2 separate regions of the Sus scrofa genome follow, and region 2 is linked to region 1. A link is a contact called in public Hi-C data. All regions are on one chromosome and are shown on one strand. Each heading gives the region's core, a stretch centred on a gene start, on an enhancer-like site or on the middle of the called end of the contact. The rest is flanking DNA. Distances are from core to core; before and after follow the strand shown. Region 1 has its middle 24 kb from the start of WAS. Region 2 has its middle 250 kb from the start of MAGED1.

Region 1 (3,041 bases), core at 502-3,001:
ATATGGAGGTTCCCAGGCTAGGGGTCCAATTGGAGCTGTAGCCACTGGCCTACACCACAGCCACAGCCACACCAGATTGGAGCCGTGTCTGTGACCTACACCACAGCTCACGGCAACGCTGGATCCTCAACCCACTGAGCAAGGCCAGGGATCGAACTCACAACCTCATGGTTCCTAGGTGGATTCGTTTCTGCTGCGCCACGACGGGAACTCCGAACCCATGGTTTTAAATTAGAATCCCTCACCCTGTGTCTGGACTCACTTGAGGTTCAGGTTCTTCATGTCTTTGCGCAGAAGGAATTCAGCAAGAGACAAAGGGATAGGCAAGAAATAGATTTATTAGGATAGGACCCTTGTGAGAGGTGCCAGCGGGCAGGCACTGAAGCTATGCCCGGAGGAGGATGGGGTGGGCTACAGTTTTCTCTTCCGAGGGGAGTGGGGGTCGGAGAAGACCGCCTCTTCCTTTCTGGGAGTAGTAGCTCCTCCTGGGTCTCCAGTAAGCTGTGTATTCAAATCAGCAGAAGGGCGGTCCCCAAACTCCTGCCCCAGGTCTGAATCTGAATGCAGGCCTCATCCCAGCCCCACCCAATGACCTGAGGCAATTCTCATACCTCCACTTGTCAAGCAAGCCTGCCTCGTTCTGATGGCTTTTTTCAGCAATATTTTTTTTTGTCTTTCATCCTTTTTAAGGCCTCACCCGCGGCGTATGGAGGTTCCCAGGCCAGGGGTCCAATCGGAGCTGTAGCCACTGGCCTACACCAGAGCCACAGCCACACGGGGTCCGAGCCGCGTCTTCAAACCTGCACAACAGCTCCCAGCAACGCCGGATCCTTAACCCAGTGAGCGAGGCCAGGGATTGAACCCGCAACCTCATGGTTCCTAGTTGGATTCGTTTCCACTGTGCCACAATGGGAGCTCCCTTTTTTCCAGCAATGTTTGAACTTACAATGATCTCCCAGCACCCCCTAGATTTCCTTCTCTATCTATGATCCTCTACTGGGACTTCTACAACTACCTGTGCCTACTCCACCCCTATCAGAATGGTTTATTTATTGGAGTTCCTGTCATATTTATTGGAGTTCGATCAAACTCGTGCCACAGAAGCGACCTGAGCTGCTGAAATGACAACACCAGGTTCTTAACCCACTGTGCCACAAGGGAACTCTCAAAAGGGAATGTTCTTATTTGTTCGTTCCTTCTTCATTTTTAATTTTTTTTATTTTTTTATTTTTAAAATTTTTATTGACATATAGCTGATTTACCATGTTGTAATTATTCCTTCTTCATTTGTTAGCCCAAATATAATAAAGGAGAACTGCCCCCTCGCCAGTGCTGCCTTGTATAAGAAAAACAGGATAGGAGTTCCCGTTGTGACTCAGCAGGTTAAGAACACGATGTTGTCTCTGTGAAGATGTGGTTCCATCCCTGGCCTCACCCAGTGGATTAAGGGTGGGATAGGCTGCAGCTCCTATTCAACCCCTGGCCCAGGAACTTCCATATGCTGCAGGTGCTGCCAAGAAAGAAAGAAAGAAGAAAGGAGGAAAGGAAGGAAGGGGGCTTCTTGTTGTGGCTCAGTGGAAATGAATCTGACTAGCATCCATGAGGACGCAGGTTCGATCCCTGGCCTCGATCAGTGGGTTAAGGATCTGGTGTTGTGGTGAGCTGGGGTGTAGGTCGAAGACTGGTGTGCTGTAGGTGTGGCCCCAAAAAGACAAAAGAGAAAGAGAAAGAAAGAAAGAGATGGAGTTCCCCTTGTGGTGAAGCGGAAACAAATCTGACTAGTACCCATGAGGATGTGAGTTTGGGTTCGCTTCCCTGGCCTCACTCAGTGGGTCTGGGATCCAGTGTTACCATGAGCTGTGGTGTAGTTTGAAGACTTGTGTTGTCAAAGTCTGGTGTAGGTCGAACACCAGTGTTGCTGTGGCTGTGGTGTAGGCTGCAACTACAGCTGGGATTTGACCCCAAGCCTGGGAACTTCCATATGTCACAAGTATGGCCCTAAAATGACGAAAGAAAAGAAAAAAGATAGATGCTTAATTCTTTTGCTGTATTTATCAGTTTTCTTTATACAGAGTTGTTTCCCAAGCATTCTCCCAAGGTGACCAATAAGCTATTTTTATTTGTATCAGGAGTTTGTGGATTTTTTTTTTTTCTTTTTTTGGTCTTTTTAGGGCTGCACCCGTGGCATATGGAGGTTCCCAGGCTAGGGGTCCAATCGGAGCTACAGCTGCCGACCTACACCACAGCCACAGCAATGCCAGATCCAGATCTGAGCCACGTCTGCGACCTACACCACAGCTCACGGCAACACTGGATCCTTAACCCACTGAGCGGGGCCAGGGATCAAACCCACAACCTCATGGATACTAGTCGGGTTCCTTAACCACCGAGCCATGACCGGAACTCCTGGGAGTTTGCGGATCTTAAACTGGTTTATATTTCATGTATTTCAACCCGTTATGACAATAACTTGTTGAAGCTCAAATTGTCCCATCTATAATCTGTGGGATCATCTTCAACTTGGCTTCGGGATCTCTCTCTCAAGACTTCTGGATTTTCTATTTCAACAAAGCATTCCTTTCTTTTATGGAAGCTTCATTCTGTTTGCCCACGTGGCTTGAGGCTTTGTTAAATTTTCCTCTTGGTGGCGATGTTGCTCCAGAAATGCCAAGACGCCCTCCATCCCTCACCCCACCCCCTCATCGACGCGGCCTCTTCACCCGCCTTTCGCGTCTGAAAAAAACGCCTGGGCGCCTGATGGCTGCTGGAAAGGAAGCTGCTTGTTGCAGGGTTTGCGGGAAACCTGCTCACTGCGGCAGTACTTGCCTGCCTCCTTTGAATCGGAAATAAATTTGAGGACCACACTGCAAACTCTCATCGGACACCCTTTCTAAAATTCCATTTCTACTCTGCCTAGGCTTGGTAAATCCACACTAGTTAACCCCACATTAGATGCCCGCAATTTTCCCAAGTTGTCGAGAAATGCTGGAAAGCTAAAAACCTTGGAGGAGAGCGTCCCTAGCCACGGAGCCCTTAGGTCC
Region 2 (2,937 bases), core at 164-2,663, 2.8 Mb after region 1:
AGGAAGAGTCTACTGTCAAGGGTCTCAGGGCTCCTCAAAGAGGGTCCCTATGTTCAGGCCCCATGTCTGTCAGACTATATTGCACACTGGTTTGCAGGATGCTTCCCTGCCCCCAGTACAGGAATGAAAAAAAGACTCTGGGGAAGGGGGTAAAACCGCCTACAAAACTGTTTTTAAAGTGTAATAATATTTCCTAAAATAAAGTGCTAAATGTAAGGAAATAGAAGCAATGTAAGAAACTATTCATAGAGCACCCTTCCAGCATTATAAAAAGATGTTATATTTACAAAGAAAAGCAGAGGGAAGATATCAGATACTTGTTCATTTAATCGACAAATACATATTGAGAACACACTGCAAAGCACTATTTTGTTGATGTGTTGCAAATAAAATGGTGAGCAAATACAAAGCAAAAAAAATATAGATCCTGTCCTTAGGAAAGTTACATTATGATACTTTACTTTGAGATAGAGGTCACAAGGTATTTCTGCTTTTCGTCTCAGGTATTAGTTTTCTCATTCTTTTAGACTGAAGTATTATTTTAGGAAGTGAATAACATTTTTCAAAGTCTTTCTCAAATGATTTTTAAGATGGAGAAACATGCTAAAATTCTGAGTTTAAAAAGTAAAATGTTCAAGTCAGTATGCAGTATGACTCTCGTGTTTAAAGTTCACCTTTATGAATGAAAAACCTCTAAGGTAATTTATCACGAATTTATTCATGGCCATCACCAGGAAATAGGATTATGGATAAGATTAGCTTTCTTTATTACACTTTATCTGTATTCCAAATTTTCTACATTGAGATTCAATGACTTTAATAACGAGAGAATATATTTCATCATATATTAAACCCAGGTCCATAAACCCAGGGTAAGCCCATACCAAAACCATTCAGGGAAGCAGAAACACAAGTTGCTTAGGAACCTAGGCAGCTCCTCAGGAGAAAGGTCAACCTGAAAATCAAAAGGGGTTTGTCCCCAGGCTGTGAGTTTTTCAAAGGGACCCCCAGTAGAGGGAGCAGATTCTGCCTTCGGGCTGGCCCGCGCCTTCGCCTAAAGAAGCCGACTTTTTTGCGGAAAAAGCTCCTTGCCGTTTTTTTAAAGTACAAGGGGAGGGGGAGAAGGAGGGTAAGGCAGCTGCACGGTGCAACACTGCCATCTAGGGTCAAAAAAGACTAACTGCCACGAGTCCCGGAGGGAAATTCATCTTTTCCGTTGGTTTTCCTCGCAGAGCCCTGCTGGTCTTAGATGCCGAAGCCAAGAGGGATGCGGATGAGGACCGCAAAAGAGAAACGAACCCGCAGAACTGTCCTAAGCACAGAAGCGGGTCCCTAGTCCCGCCCCTAGAACCATAGCAACAATGGCAAGAAGTCCCGGCGTCCCGGAAGGACGCAAGACCGGAGGCTACGCTCCGATTGGTGGGTTTTGAGCCTGCGCTCGGGAGCCCAGTGAGGTCGGTGCCAGTCTCCCTGCCCTATTCCGCTGTAAGTTTTCTCCTGGACCTGTCGGCTAAGGGGCCAAACCGGCGGTGTTTGGGTCCTGTTGCCAACTTCCCCAGACGCCCCGCGTGCTGTCCCCTGGTCATTCTTCTCTCGCCCATCCCTGGGCTGTGAACGCGCTCGCCCCCGGTGGAATACTCACTGTGCTCCTCTCAGCCCTCACTCTTCTGATCCATCCTGGCGATCTCAGGGCCCACGAGGCTCACTCAGTCACCCCGCGAGGCTCTACCTCCTCAGCAATGTTCCACTCCTCCCTACCGGAGCATCCTCCTGCCAAGGGCCATGCTTGCTTTTCCAGTAATCTGGAAAGACCTCGCTCCTCAATGATTTTCTGTTTCTAGCATTCCTGTCTCTTGTCCTCCGGCTTCCTCTCTCTAGTGTCTCTTCACTCATAGCATTCAACCTTTTGGCAGCTTTCCTCACGGTCCACCAGGCCTCTGCATACCCAGGCTATCCAGGGCTATAAAGTCTCCCCCCAGCTCATTTCCTATGCTTCTTTCTCCCTGCTCCCAACACTCCTGGCAGTACCACCAAAAGGACAAACCCTGTGCACCCTCCGCTCCTGTACCTTCTCTCTTCTCTACCTACAAAAGCCTTCCACAAGCACCAGAACCCAATCTTATGATAGTTAGTGATGACTGAGAATAAATAGAAAAGTGATCGGACAGGAACTCTCACCACTTTCTAGCACTAAGTCTGTACTTGTATACTCTGCTGCCCCTCTGGGAGAGTGGCAATATCCCATTTGAGGCTAGGCCCCTCATCTAGGCCCCACATCCTTTCTCCTTCTCAAGGAGTAGGCTTTTGCACTTATCATTCCTTTTTCCTGAATTGTCACGTTTCCCATTTCTTCTGGATCATTCCGTCATCTACAAAATGGGCAAAAAGACTGCTGGAGTTTATGAATTTAGCCTTCTGCATCTGATCTTGGTTCCTGCTGTGGTGCTGAGACCTCTGGGAGCTTCAGTCTCTGAAGCAGTAATGTGGAAATTGGCTGAGTCCAGAGCCAGGGGTTTTACCAGGAAGGAAGCCTAACCTGTTCAGGGGCTTAGACGATCAGATCAGATCACCCAGAGAGAGTAAGTTAACCGAAGTGGCCATGCAGTCTGAGGAGTAGGAGCGAGTCTGATTTCAGCACACCATCCCCACCAGCTCTTCCTCATCAAACCATGCTCAAGGGCATTGGGGCATCCTCAGCTCGTCCTCCCTTTTAAATGAGGATGTTTCACATCCTATAAAGAGACCCCACACACACACACACACACACACACACCAGAGGGAGCACAGAGGAAGAAAGGACCAGACAGACAGAGTGGAGTAACTGATGACACTGAGGTGAGCAGGACCTCTCCAAGGCCATCCTTGCCCTCCATAAGCAATATCAGTCTCCATTCTCCTTTAACCACGCAAATCCCATTTTCCAAGGCCTGAGACATG

Evidence for each region. Hi-C and Micro-C count contacts between places; a contact is called where the count stands out from the background.
Region 2: a Hi-C map of alveolar macrophages shows a contact between it and region 1, with 12 times the contacts expected there. The contact joins two enhancer-like sites. A contact is called at or near these places in 3 of 47 Hi-C or Micro-C datasets (alveolar macrophages, embryonic fibroblasts and subcutaneous adipose tissue).

What each region holds. Positions count from the first base shown.
Region 1 is chrX:42,748,755-42,751,795 of Sscrofa11.1, forward strand. No RefSeq gene overlaps it. Among named protein-coding and RNA genes, the nearest start is that of WAS, 24 kb to the right of the region's middle. Within about 2 kb of position 1,752, at least 36 of the 83 cell types and tissues checked have an H3K27ac peak or open chromatin away from gene starts, as enhancers often do. A contact at or near this core is called in alveolar macrophages, where this site is marked.
Region 2 is chrX:45,569,503-45,572,439 of Sscrofa11.1, forward strand. No RefSeq gene overlaps it. Among named protein-coding and RNA genes, the nearest start is that of MAGED1, 250 kb to the left of the region's middle. Within about 2 kb of position 1,414, at least 70 of the 83 cell types and tissues checked have an H3K27ac peak or open chromatin away from gene starts, as enhancers often do. A contact at or near this core is called in alveolar macrophages, where this site is marked.